Regions from separate parts of the Mus musculus genome. Here regions 1, 2 and 3 are each linked to region 4. A link is a contact called in public HiChIP or PLAC-seq and promoter capture Hi-C data. All regions are on one chromosome and are shown on one strand. The core of a region is the stretch at or near the end of the contact, and the rest is flanking DNA. Distances in the headings are between cores, read along the strand shown.

Region 1 (3,162 bases), core at 224-2,723, 1.9 Mb before region 4:
GCCTGGGCTGCTCTTGCCATGGTCCTTTTGCCTCAGCCTTCCCAGTAGCTGGGATTCTAGCTATGTATCCTGAAACCTAGCTCCCTTTTCATAATCTTTTCAAAGTAAACATTGTCTGCCCATTTTAATGAAGAAAGCATTCAAAATCCAAAACAAAAGATGGGGGAACAGAGAACCTAAGACCAAGAGAAGTTAAATACAACAAATGTTTGATAGCTGCCTGCCAGGTAGAATTAGGAGTCCTCACAATTTCTAGGTTGTAAAATAAGCAAATCAGATTTGGGGAAAGTTAACGTCTCTACATAGCGTCTATTACAGGATGGGTAATATACTATTCTATCCAAACTGCTAAAGAACCAGACAGGCTGTCATTGCTACCACAGTTCTTTCTTTTTGTGTTTCATTCTTGAGTTTTGTGCACCACTCCCTGCTGACTTTTAAAACTTTAAACCTTCCTCTGAGTTATTTAACTCAACTTCCACCCACTGCTCACCTGACCTTTCTCACAGTTTGCAGTCTCCTAAGCAAAACTACCTATTTGCCTGGAAATATGGATAATATTACACACACGTACATAGTTGGCCCTTCTGTCTGTCCCTATGCTGTCCAATGTGGTAGAGATTAGTGTCACAGAGCAACATATGGCTAAATATTCTTGATCTGCCTTTTCCTGGAAACGGCAACTATGCCTTTGTTTCCAAAGGCTATTACTGACCACCTTGCAACCATGTCTTACTTCAGAGGGTTGTTATGACCAACTTATGTTCACTTTCCGCTGCTATTAACACTGTTTATATGCCAAATCCCCCATTTGGAAACCAATACTCCTGAACTATAAAAATCCTTATTTTCCCCATGTCCAGTGCTGATCTCTTGAACACTGCCTTTTGGGAGAAATAGTCCGTGTAAACGAATAATAATAATAAAAAGTTTGCTTTAATTAATCTGGCCATGATTTGGGTCAGTGGTCTTCCACTTCGAATCCATGAGATTAACAATAGCTTCAGAGTAGAGCGCTTTGCTCACCATGCACAACGTGCATGCACCGCAATACCAATAAATAAAAATACTTTTGAATCCATCTTTAGAATTCTTTTCCTTTTCCAAGCTGGGCTCAACAATTCGAAGACGGATATTTAAAATGTATAGTGTGAGGCCTGTTCTCCATTTTTTTCACGCTAGGGTAGCGTATCAATGCCACCTCTAAGAGGAGGTGTTGCCAGCGACTAAAATTCTGGGTTCTATCTTGGCTTCTTCCAAAGGTTTGCAGAGTAGGCAAGGCAGGCAGCAGCCACGGGGCGGAAGACAATTTATGAAGTAGCTAGGGGGAGGCCGACCGTGGGGTAAGATGATAAGATGCTTTTCAGTAGAGCCATTAAGAACTACACTCCTCTGCACCGTCCTAGAAGGAGTCGAGACTTACCTGGAGCTCGTCTCGCTCACCTCGCAGGTCTCCAAGCCAGAACAAGGAACACGCTTCGCGCGCGCCACCTACTCCTTCCGGGTTTCCTGAAAAACTAGTTCCGGATCAGAAACTACGAAGCGCAGTCATCCTTCTTCTTGTCACACCCACAGAGCCCGAACCGAGAAAGCCGAACCGAAATCCCGCGAGGAACCTCCCGGTGGCCGAAAGGAGGGGGTGGGGGTGGGGGAACGTTTCTCTTTTGGAGGCGGGCTCCTTAAAGGAGCCGGACCGGAAGTGACGCGAGCGAGTTCCGGTTGGCTGGAGCCCAGCGGCGGGTGTGAGAGTCGGTGTTGTGAGCCGCTTCCAGGATCCTGCGATCCGGAGAAGCCGGGGTCTGAGCGGGTAGGTGAGCGAAAGCGGGGAGTCCGGAGCCCAAGCCGAGCTTTCCCACAGCTCGGCCGCTTCCGCAGCTCCCGCACTTGGGTGATGCAGACGCAGAACACGCTGGTTTCCACTTGAGATGGCTCAGGTCACTGCTGACTGGCTGTGTCAGCTGGCGGTGGCCAGGTTATGTGGGACACCTCTCCGCGCTTGGTTACCGGGACATTGAACCCAGACACTCGCGACAGTTCGTTCCAGACCTGGAAGCCGGCTTTGGCTTTCTCAGAGAACCTCACTCCCGAGCTGTCCAGAGCCTTGGGTTAAATGAAGAGGGTCTTCGCTGCTGCTGATTCTCAGGACCTTTCAATGGGTTTTTCTCCTCCCGGGCCACTAGCGCAGTATGCTAAGTATATCTCCGAGAAACGAAGGTATTCGGGTGTACCGACAGTGCAGAGTAGTCAAAGGAAGGGGTCATTACCTCTCAGAGTTATTGCTGTGGACCCACTCAGCTTTTCCTAGGACTGTCATTTAAAAAAAAAAAAAAAAAAAAAAAAAAGAGGGCTCTCCGCTTTTTCCAAAACCTTGATCCCCAACATTTTTATTTCCCCGCAGTGGAAGTACTTGCAGCAAGATAGGGACTTAAAGGTCTTTACGATTCCAAACAGTGTATGGGCTTAGCGGGTTAGGCAGCTATGGGTTGCTTATGACCTCCAGTTGATTTTATGTAAACATCTTTTGCTTTTCTACTCCAGCAAAGAATCCAGGAATGCATAGATCGGCTGTGTATGTGTCTATTGGCAATGTCATTCCTTACCTTTCAGTTCTTTCTTGACGCTTGTGAGAGGTTTCGTAGACAGATTGATCATTTAGAGAACCTTTTCCAGTGTTTCTCTTGGCCTAATGAAGAATTTAATTCCAACTGTTTTAGTTCATTTTTTGAGATGGGGTTTCTCTGTGTAGCCCCGGCTGTTCTGGAACTTGCTCTGTAGACCAGGTCCACCTGCCTCTGCCTCCCGAGTGCTGGGTCCGGCTATATTCCAGCTGTTATTGTCTGAGAATTGTGTTGTCCTTGGGTCTGATTTTAGGGAAGAAGCTTATTTACTACGCTGTATTTTTGTATTGGAGGTGATGTTTTTGTTGACCTTTGGGAGAAAGATGCTGGCGTACCAGACACATGATCAGTTGGAGTAGATGCAAAGTGATTCTGAAGTGGGAATCTCTTCTGCTTAACTTATTTGCCTAGGTTATCTAAAACACAGATGCATTTTAAGGGGTTTATCCTTGGATACATTTAACAATACAATTAAATCCCTGAGGCACGCATTCCAGAAGAAAATAGCCACATATCTGAACTAAGCTGGCAAATGGTTTGGTGC
Region 2 (3,077 bases), core at 339-2,838, 1.5 Mb after region 4:
TGGAGAGATAGCTCAGTGGTTCAGAGCACTGGCTGCTCTTGCATAGGGTCAATAACTGATTTAAAGCTCATCTGTTTCACAACACTGTGATTCAGTGGGTCTTCTGCCTCTGTTTTCCCTGGATTCCAGCACATATATATGCTGACTTTAAACCTATAAAAGTGTAATTCAGTCACTAAAGCATCCACTTTCTCCCCATGGTCCAGGAAATAATATACAAACTACTGTGGTATTCAAGGGATTTCAAAACAATGAATGAGGCCTTAGGTCAATTCCCAGAAAGACCATCACCACAACCAAACAACCTCCAAAACAACAAAAATCAAGCCAGGGGCAGTGGTGGTTACACCTGTAATCCTACTGCTTTGGGAGGCTGGGGCAGAAGAATCCTGAGTTTGAGGCCATGGTGGGCTAGCTATACAGACTCTGTCTTTAAAACAAAATAAAGGGGCTGGAGAGATGGCTCAGTGGTTAAGAGCACTGACTGCTCTTCCAGGGGTTCTGAGTTCAATTCCTAGCAACCACATGGTGGCTCACAACCATCTGTAATGGGCCTCCTCTAGCATGTCTGAAGACAGCGACAGTGTACCCATATACATGAAATAAATAAATCTTTTAAAAACAACAAAATAAAAACCCCAAAATAACCCATTTACCCCTTAACTAGTTAATAACATAATCCTAACGAATCTTACAGACTACCCAACCTAGACTATTAAAGTTCTCAAATCTACTATTAGAGCTTGTGTTCCCCTGCCCCAGAGAAACCCTTCCTGCTGTCAGCTCTGCCTCTCCATACTGCTGCCACTTTACACAGGAAACCTTATCTCGATTAATCCCAAAGGAAGGCTCTGCCCTTTGAATTACAGAAGCAAAGTTTGTGAAACCGATTCCGCTTAAAGATCCAGACAGACATGGTGGTACCTGATTCCAAGTTCCTGCCATGCCAGCAGGTACCTAGTTCTCTGCCTCACAGCACTCATCTCATGGCAACTGGTGTGCCAACTATGCGCCAGTTCACGAGTTTTCCCCCATCTCTCCCACCAGCCCCATCTCACTGAGTTCCTAAAGAACTGGGGAAGCGTGTTAACAGCCTGGAACAAAAGGGTTCAATTAAGTGACCTTGGTAAGCCTAATCCCATGGCTTTTAATTAGAAATGCATGAGCACAATTTATAACGCCATCTTACCTCCAAATGTCACACGGATAAGGACCATACCTCGGGCATCTTCAAGCACTCATTCCCCCATCCTCTAATTCATGGCGCTCTGCACAGATTCCTTTGCTGACCAGAGAGGACTTACACACAGGTTCTCAAAGCAAAAAAAAAAAAAAAAAAAAAAAAAAAAAAAAAAAGATAAAAGTCCAAACCCGCCAACTTCGGGAGCCTGAAGCCATCCTTGGTAGGGAAAGAGGACTGAGGACGGAGTCGGGGCTTCAATCGGCTCCCAACCTGGATTCTTCATTCCGCAGTCTTGGACAGGGACAATCTGGGCTGCAGAGGATGACCCGATGAGCGCTAGGACACTGCGTCCGGGGCACACTGGCTTCCCGCGTCCTCTCCCCTCCGCCTCTTCGGGCCTGCATCCCACAGCCCCGCGCGCGTCAGTAAGCCAATCCCACGGCAGCCAGAGCTTCACGTGACAACTATAAGGCGGTGCCTGCATGAAGAGCAGCCAATCGAAAGGTGAAGTGAAAGCAAGGGGTGGAGCTGACCTAAAGGTGGAGGCTGCTTCCCCGGGCTTTCTAGGCGTCTGGGTCTGTGTCTCGCGACTTAGGCCTGTGGTTTTTGCTCAGAAAGCGACGCTGGTTTTCTTCTTACACAATTCTCTACTCACGGGACTCCGGGCGACTGTTAGGCGTAGTGATTTTACCATTGCTTCGATGGAGAATGGGGAGAAGAGAGAGACTCCTATCTTGAACACTTTTTAAAAAAAAAACAGATTTTAAAAATGATCTATTTGTGATTATACATGTGTGTTTTGCCTGCATTCGTGTCTGTGCACTATGCCAACACAGAGCCCGCAGAGATCAGAAACAGGTATCAGATCTTCTGGAACTGGAGTTACAGATGGTTGTGAGCTGCCATGTGAGTGCTGGTAATCAAACCCTGGTATTGGGCATTCTAAATAATTAAAGATGCCCTGAGAAAAGTGCAGCTAAATATCAAATTGCCAAGGCCAGCACGGACGATCTCCTGGGAGAAGAGACATTTCATTTAGGTCCTGAAGAGCCTTAAGATCTCCTGATTCCCCCCTGGCGTGGTGATGCACGCCTTTAAACCCAGTACTTAGGAGGAGGCAGAAGCATATCTTAGTTTGAGACCACCTTGATCTAATAGGGAGCTCCAGGATAGTCAGAAGTATAGAGAGACAGAAAGATCAAGAAAATTATTAAACTCAAGATGAGTTAGCTGAAAAATCTAGTTTTCCAAATGTTGGCAAAGCTAAAAATCATTGTTGGGGTGCTTCTCAAAATTCCGTGAACTCTAGAAACAAGCAAAGACCTGTTAATCGTCCGTCGTCCAGTGTAAAAAAGTAATAGTAAAAACTCCAAATTGATTGTGACCCATAACTGACCCAATAGAATACTTCAAGCACTCCAGGAACAATTCTGAGTCACTGCAAAGTTTAAGGACTCCTGTGTTAGTGATAGGAGATTAGGAAGACAGGCTGAGACTTTGCTAAGAGCACAAACCAGTTGGATGCAAACTTGAAGAGTAGAGGGAGACTGAATATTTCAGAGGCCAAGTAATGAAGTGATCAGAGTAATATTTAAGGAAACAGTGTACACGCATGTTCAGAGTGAGACAGTGTAAACACTCCGAAACTGATTTCAAGAGCTAAGAAGAGTTAAGTGATAATGACAGTGGAAATGGAGAGGTGACAAACAAGGATTGTGATGATCAATAGGGGATTGGCAAAGGGTCTCAAAGAAATAAAAGGGAGCATAGGAAGTAACAAAGTGTTGCCTATACTAGACCATCTGTCTTAGTCAGGGTTTCTATTCCCGCACAAACATCATGACCAAGAAGCAGTTGGGGAGAAAAGAGTTTATTCAGCTTACACTTCCATACT
Region 3 (3,046 bases), core at 260-2,759, 1.7 Mb before region 4:
ATCTTCATGTGCAGTGCCCGGAGGATCATGCAGTTGGTTACAGCTGGCTTGCATGGCCCTTGAGTATTTTCTCTCTAAAATGTCTTTGCTTCAGGACTCTTTCTCCTTAAAAGTAAAATCAAAGAGCAGAAAGCATTCTAAGTTAATCACAAGCAGTGCATCGGTTCATTAGGTGTCCTTTGTTCACTAAAGGGGCAGTTGACAGTCACAGACAAGTTTCAGGTCCTTCAATCTTTGCAACTGTCAAAGCTCTGCTGCCCTGCCCCACTCCAACCTCGAAGTCCAACTTGGCAAACCAAGAGTTTTGAACCAGGGGCTACTTAAAGTACAAAGCACTGCAGATGTCTTGATTTTTCAAATGTGCCAAAAGACATCAGCAAAGAGTCAAAGGGGTGCCCAGCAGATACCACAGTGAATAGCAGCACTAATGCTGAATAAGTTGGCTCATGTACTCTGAGGCAGAGTCCACATCAGGAAGTTTGCTAAGGGTGGGTGAGATGGCTGGGTAAGTCAAGACCTTTAATTTGAGTTAAATCCCCTAAACTCATATGGTGGAAGCAATGAACTGACTCCCACAAGTCCTCTGACACACACACTAAATAAATACAATAGATTTTTTTTTACAGATTCATTAATGTTTAGAAGGAAAAAAATCAGTGCCTTAATTAAGCATCAACAAAGATAATAAACACTTCATTTTATGCTGAAACAGCTTCCACAAAGCTAATAAGGTTTTCAGTAATTAATGGTGCCACCGAGAATATTGCTTCTCCTTCCAAAAGAATGTTAGTCAAATGCCTTTGAAAGAGGACCCTTAGGGGGAGTCATCACGTAATTGCTAAGTGATGCTTTAGTCTAAATAAGGAGTTAGCCTCCCGAATAAAAATGCCACCATCGGCTTGGTTAGGGGTGTCAGAAGAGAGGCTGTGGGCAGGGCAAGATCCCTACGTGATCCAGTGTGGATCTCGGACCAGGGTGCCAGAATCGTGCTGTCGCCCGACGAAACGCAGAGCCCACCGCCGGGCCTCTCCCGTTTCCCCCGCGATGGAGCTAGCTGCGGCGGAGGCTGGCTGGCTGAAACCGTGCAGTTACTGTGTGACGTTTCGAAGAGGCTCGGAAGCCACAGCGGCTCTATCGCCTCACTCTCTGAAGAGCGACTTGGGACAGGACAGTTTGTGTCTCTGCTATTAAAAAAGAAACACAAAACCTGCCCTCCTTCATACATAAACAAGAAAAGGGGAAAGGGAGAAAGAAAAGTCAACGCCAACTCTTCCGGAATCCGCGAGGACAGAGTTCTCCACCCACGTCCGAGCTTCGGCTCTTCTCCCCGGAAACCCTCCGCCTCACCCCCTTCCCCAGGCCTGACCTCTCATGACCAGGAGCGGGCGGCCTCGGCAGCCACAATACCAACAGCCCGACACGCGGCCGCAAGCCCTTCTCGCCAAGCCTTCAGCCTCGGACGCCACCAGCAGCGCTCGGCCTGGCCCCGCGGCGGCGCGCGCGCTCCCTAGACGTCGTCACGCGCGGCCCGCCTTCGCCGGGCCACGCCCTCGCCCAGTGGAAGAAGGAGCCTCTAGGCCCCGCCCCGCGCTCATCCCGGCCCCGCCCTTCCCAGCAGAGAAGGGAACCTTTAGGCCCTGTCCCGAGTCCCTAGCCCCGCCTTCACTGGGAGGAGGAGGAGGAGGGCGCATCTAGGCCCCGCCCTGAACATCGTAGACCCGCCCTGTCGCCCTGTGGCCCTGTTGGTGATGTTATACGAGTGGCGTAGTGGCGGACGTGTGTGCTAATTAAGTCTGCGTGGCTGTCACGTCTTGCGTGTATTAGTGATCAGTCACACGCTTCGGAGTCCTTCAGTACTTGAGGTTGAAAATGGGTAGGTCCAGGAACCTGCTCGGCAGCGGGCTGCGTACCGGGAGCCGCGATCTGGCTTCCGGCTGCGTGTTGCTAGCTACGCCAGACCCGCTGGGCTGCCTGGGCAGAGAGGTTGTGTGACCTGGATTCGGGTTCCAAGCCTGAAGTTGAACAGTGTGCCCTAGTTCGTGCCAGAACCGGGTGCCAGAACTGGATATCAGACGCGCCAGGAAGTTTGTGAGGCCCTGGAAGTAGATTTAGAAAACCCCGTGTTGGCGAGCAGGGAACTCGACTTCTAAAATAAAGGCTACTAAAGGGGAAAAAAGATACTACAAGGAAAAAAAAAAAAAACACAGTTCTGGAAAATCTAGGACATCATATGTATAACAGGATTCCTATGATTCTTGAAATTAAGTATTTCATCGGAGGCTGACGTGACTAGGCAAAAGTCTGGCGTTTTGCACACACTTGGCTTTTTGCAGAGACACTTCTGAGTTACGTGTCCAGTAATTTTGTCTTTCTACCTGACTTAAACCTTTCAAATACCTTGTCAAAATCTCCTTAGCCATGAAATTTTGTCTTCCTTTCATAGTAGTATAACTGAATCTACTGGTTTTAGCCTCAGCCCTTCATTCATCTTGAGACTATTCTTAAATTTCTCTCAAGTCAAAAAGCACTTTAAAAAATCCCAATGCTCTTTTGGATCTGCTTCTCTCTGTGACCAGCACATTAGCACTCTCTTTTTTTAAGACTTGGTCCCAAGTAGAACAGGCCTATTTGTGCCTGTGCGTGATGGTGACAGGTAGTGCCTGAACTGGTACGACAGAGGACACTTTTGGGAAATTTTCTCTCCTACCTTTATTTGGGTTCCAGGGAGCCAACTGAGACTGCAAATTTTGTGCACAGCAGAGATCCTATGTGAGTAGTTTTATTTTAAACTAAAATGAACGTATGATAAGCATTAGTGGCTCATGATTGTAATCCTAGAATTTTGAAGACTAAGACAGAAAGATGCTGTGAGTTCCAGGCCAATCTATGATACAGAGTAAAACTCTTTTTTTTTTTTTTTAAAGATTTATTTATTTATTATATGTAAGTACACTGTAGCTGTCTTCAGACACTCCAGAAGAGGGCATCAGATCTTGTTACAGATGGTTGTGAGCCACCACGTGGTTGCTGGGATTTGAACTCTGGA
Region 4 (3,074 bases), core at 230-2,729:
TTTTCTTTTAAACTCAGGGTCTCACTAGTTCACACTAACCTCAAGTTTACAATTCTGCCTCAGCCTCCTAGGACTGCATCAGCATGGGTTGTGTGACTGTGGTAGGCACGCACGCGCCTGGTCTTTGAGCTTCTTATCCATGTCCAGAAATCATAAAGGATGGCTATCTGAAGAAGGTAGACATCAAACAGTTTGTTGGTTTTTTATTTTTATTTTTTGTTGTTGTTGTTTTGTTTTGTTTGAGACAGGGTTTCTCTGTAGCCCGGGTTGACCTGGAACTCACTGTACACCAGGCTGGCAACAAACTCAAGAGATCTGCCTGCTGAGTGCTGAATCAAAGGCATGTACCACCAGCTGGCATTATCAGGCATGTATGGGTACACTGTTGGTGTCTTCAGACACACCAGAAGAGGGCATCGGACCTTTTTCGATAGTTGTGAGCCACCACCATGTGCTTGCTGGGAATTGAACTCGGGACCTCTGGAAGAGCAGCTAGTGCTCTTAACTGCTGAGCCATCTCTCTAGCCTTCATCACACTTCTCTTTTTTTTGTTTGTTTTGTTTTGTTTTGTTTTGTTTTGTTGTTTTTCACACTTAATGTGCCAGTATACTTACTGTGTTTGAGAAAGGGGCTCATGTTTCAGTTGGCCTGGAATTCACTCTCTACTAAAGGATGGCCTTGAACTCGTGGACCTGTCTCTTATGTCCCCTTACCGGCTTGTGCCACCATGCCTTGTGGTAGAGCTCTGTTGGCTCCTGCACAAAAGAAAAACAAAAATATTGTTTTTGTTGTTTTTTTCGAGACAGGGTTTCCCTGTATAGCCCTGGCTGTCCTGGAACTCACTCTGTAGACCAGGCTGGCCTCAAACTGAGAAATCCACCTGCCTCTGCCTCCCGAGTGCTGGGATTAAAGGCATGAGCCACCACGCCCGGCTCAAAAATCTTATAAGGGTATATTATGCATGCTGTTTAAAGTTATGGCTACCACGTGATATTCAAGTTGTCAGCTTCTGCGGGTGACTATTGATGTACATCGTGTAACATTTGCGCCGTTGTAGGACTGGGAGTGGTTGATGTCAAGGACGGTTGAAGACGTGGTGCCATTTAGGTGTAGAGTACTTGGGTATTTTAACCATTTACTTGGCCAGTGAAGCCAAAGGATCAGGTACAGTGAACAATAACCCTTCCTCAGGTCAACTGGCCTTGATGGCAGAGGCCCTTAAGCTTTTTGGATTGAATCCTTACTGTCAGTCACCAGTGGTTTGGGAGGGCACTGGAGTAACCTTTAGATCCCCCATCCTGTCCTCAGGCCTTTGGAAGTAGGGCTGATTGAGCAAAGGAGGCCTTGAGTGCGTGCGAGCGTGCGTCCTCTTCCTCGCAGATGGAGGCTCTCCACCGCAAAGGGAAGCGCTCACGGTAAAAGCAACTCCACCGGCTGTCAGGCCCCACTTCCGCGGTGGGCCCCTATCCTCAAGGCTGTGCGGTTTCCGCCTGTCGCGGGAAGGACGGGCTCGTGCGCGGGCGTGGGCGTGTCCGGAAAAGGTGGCCACTCGGACGCCATGTGGCCCAATGCGGAGGTCCCGAGGGCGGAGCCCGGGCCGGAGGCCGGGCCAATAGTGGGTGGGTCTAGGCGCAACTCCAAGTTGCCGGCGTCCCCCACTGCAGTGACCAGGGAGCCACCGATCTTCAGTAACCCCAGACTAAGCTCCCCGCTCCCAGTGCCTGGTTCGCCGAACGAGGTGGGCAGACGGCTCGGGACCATGACTAGAGCTGGCATGGAGCGGTGGCGCGACCGGCTGGCACTGGTGACGGGAGCCTCGGGGGGCATCGGTGCGGCCGTGGCCCGGGCATTAGTCCAGCAGGGACTGAAGGTTGTGGGTTGTGCCCGCACCGTTGGCAACATCGAGGTAAGGCTCCGCCAGGCAGCGGGGACGCTCTTGGGGGAGGGGGGAGTACGTCGTTTCCATGGGGCAGGGCTTTGAGTGAGGGGAGGGAGAGTTGCCGTGGCCGGAGCCAGAGACCCTGCTCTTTTTGAGCCTACTACCCTAGGGCCATTTGCAACGGCCTTGAGAGCAGGAGTGCTGTTTAGTAGCGAGAGGACCTAAGTTCTCTCTAAGTTCTATTTTTATAAGAGCCATTCACTCCTGATAGTTCGTGTCGCAGCAGAGTACCAAATCCTGACCCCTGGTATTCTCTTCCCTTACCCCTGCCATCTTGTGCCCCCTATACTGGCAGGTGAAAGAGGAAGCCAGAGGTCAAGGGCTAGCTAGGCAGCCAGGGAGAAGGGGGAAAAAAAGAAAAGAAAAAAAAAAAAAAACTGGCTAGTCTAAGTGACTAGGTTAGTTTCATCTTGTCCCCAAACCTCACCCAAGCCACACCGAGTAAAGTGCTGGCCAACCAATGAACAAGAAGCTAGTGTTTGACCCATGACTGAGGGTGAGGTTAGGGTGGAAGCTAGCTCTCCTTTTAATTCAAATCTGAGCTCAACTCACATGCCATGAGCCTAAAGAGTGAATGGAATATTTACTTGTAGATCTCTTTCTCTCTCTCTCTCTCTCTCTCTCTCTCTCTCTCTCTCTCTCTCTCTCTCTCTTTTCTGATTCATTTTCCTAGGTGGGACTGAGTAGGTGAAATAGGGCATTAAACCTGTAAGTCTTGAGAAAATAAAATGTTACGGATCCAGAACTCCCTAGTTTTTCTCTTAACATTCTTTTGGGGGTTCCTGGAGTTATGAGCAGCATCAGATCAGAAAAGATAGGGAGGAGATGCCATTTGGGAGAAGACAAGAGAAATTCCCATTATTTGCCCTGGCAGGACCACCTGCAGGGCTCTATCTTCACCATGGCTCAAAGTCCTCTGACAGAAAAGGGTAAGGAGGCCTTGGGTGGAGGCAAAGGGAGAAGTTGTTGCAGGAAGGAGGACTGTCCCCTCCCCAGCTACTGGCCAAAGGTACACTTTATAGCCTCTCAGATAATCCCAAGGTCACCTGCCTCCACCATTGCCTCACTTCACCCTTCTCCTTCCCTGGAGAAGCACAGGGCCCAGCCCCATCTTTGGAGCTGAGAGGATTAAGGC

The links. Promoter capture Hi-C pulls out the DNA fragments that hold promoters and counts their contacts. HiChIP or PLAC-seq counts read pairs in DNA pulled down with a chosen protein or histone mark.
Region 1: a contact with region 4 is called in a FOXA1 HiChIP or PLAC-seq map of pancreatic cancer cells. The contact joins the promoter of Ptrh2 here to the promoter of 4930502E09Rik in region 4. A contact is called at or near these places in 1 of 39 promoter capture datasets (the C10 cell line), 2 of 115 datasets of contacts at active chromatin or transcription factors (astrocytes and pancreatic cancer cells) and 2 of 9 other capture datasets (adipose tissue and liver).
Region 2: a promoter capture Hi-C map of pre-B cells shows a contact between it and region 4, with 5 times the contacts expected there. The contact joins the promoter of AA465934 here to the promoter of 4930502E09Rik in region 4. A contact is called at or near these places in 4 of 39 promoter capture datasets (the C10 cell line, erythroid cells, liver and 1 more), 1 of 115 datasets of contacts at active chromatin or transcription factors (astrocytes) and 1 of 9 other capture datasets (liver).
Region 3: a contact with region 4 is called in a promoter capture Hi-C map of hippocampal neurons, with 12 times the contacts expected there. The contact joins the promoter of Rnft1 here to the promoter of 4930502E09Rik in region 4. A contact is called at or near these places in 2 of 39 promoter capture datasets (hippocampal neurons and liver), 1 of 115 datasets of contacts at active chromatin or transcription factors (astrocytes) and 2 of 9 other capture datasets (adipose tissue and liver).

Annotation. Positions count from the first base shown.
Region 1 is chr11:86,682,385-86,685,546 of GRCm38.p6, reverse strand. It overlaps Ptrh2 (peptidyl-tRNA hydrolase 2), which reads right to left and starts at 1,473. Exons shown (of 2, transcript NM_001098810.3): 1 at 1,424-1,473. It overlaps Vmp1 (vacuole membrane protein 1), which reads left to right and starts at 1,711. Exons shown (of 12, transcript NM_029478.6): 1 at 1,711-1,807.
Region 2 is chr11:83,290,210-83,293,286 of GRCm38.p6, reverse strand. AA465934 (expressed sequence AA465934) reads right to left here and starts at 1,588. Exons shown (of 3, transcript NR_028363.2): 1 at 1,454-1,588; 2 at 1,190-1,313.
Region 3 is chr11:86,483,120-86,486,165 of GRCm38.p6, reverse strand. It overlaps Rnft1 (ring finger protein, transmembrane 1), which reads right to left and starts at 1,509. Exons shown (of 9, transcript NM_029788.5): 1 at 1,367-1,509; 2 at 1-105. The coding sequence starts at 54.
Region 4 is chr11:84,827,583-84,830,656 of GRCm38.p6, reverse strand. 4930502E09Rik (RIKEN cDNA 4930502E09 gene) reads right to left here and starts at 1,479. Exons shown (of 3, transcript NR_046281.1): 1 at 1,245-1,479; 2 at 615-755; 3 at 1-167. It overlaps Dhrs11 (dehydrogenase/reductase (SDR family) member 11), which reads left to right and starts at 1,654. Exons shown (of 7, transcript NM_177564.5): 1 at 1,654-1,906. The coding sequence starts at 1,760.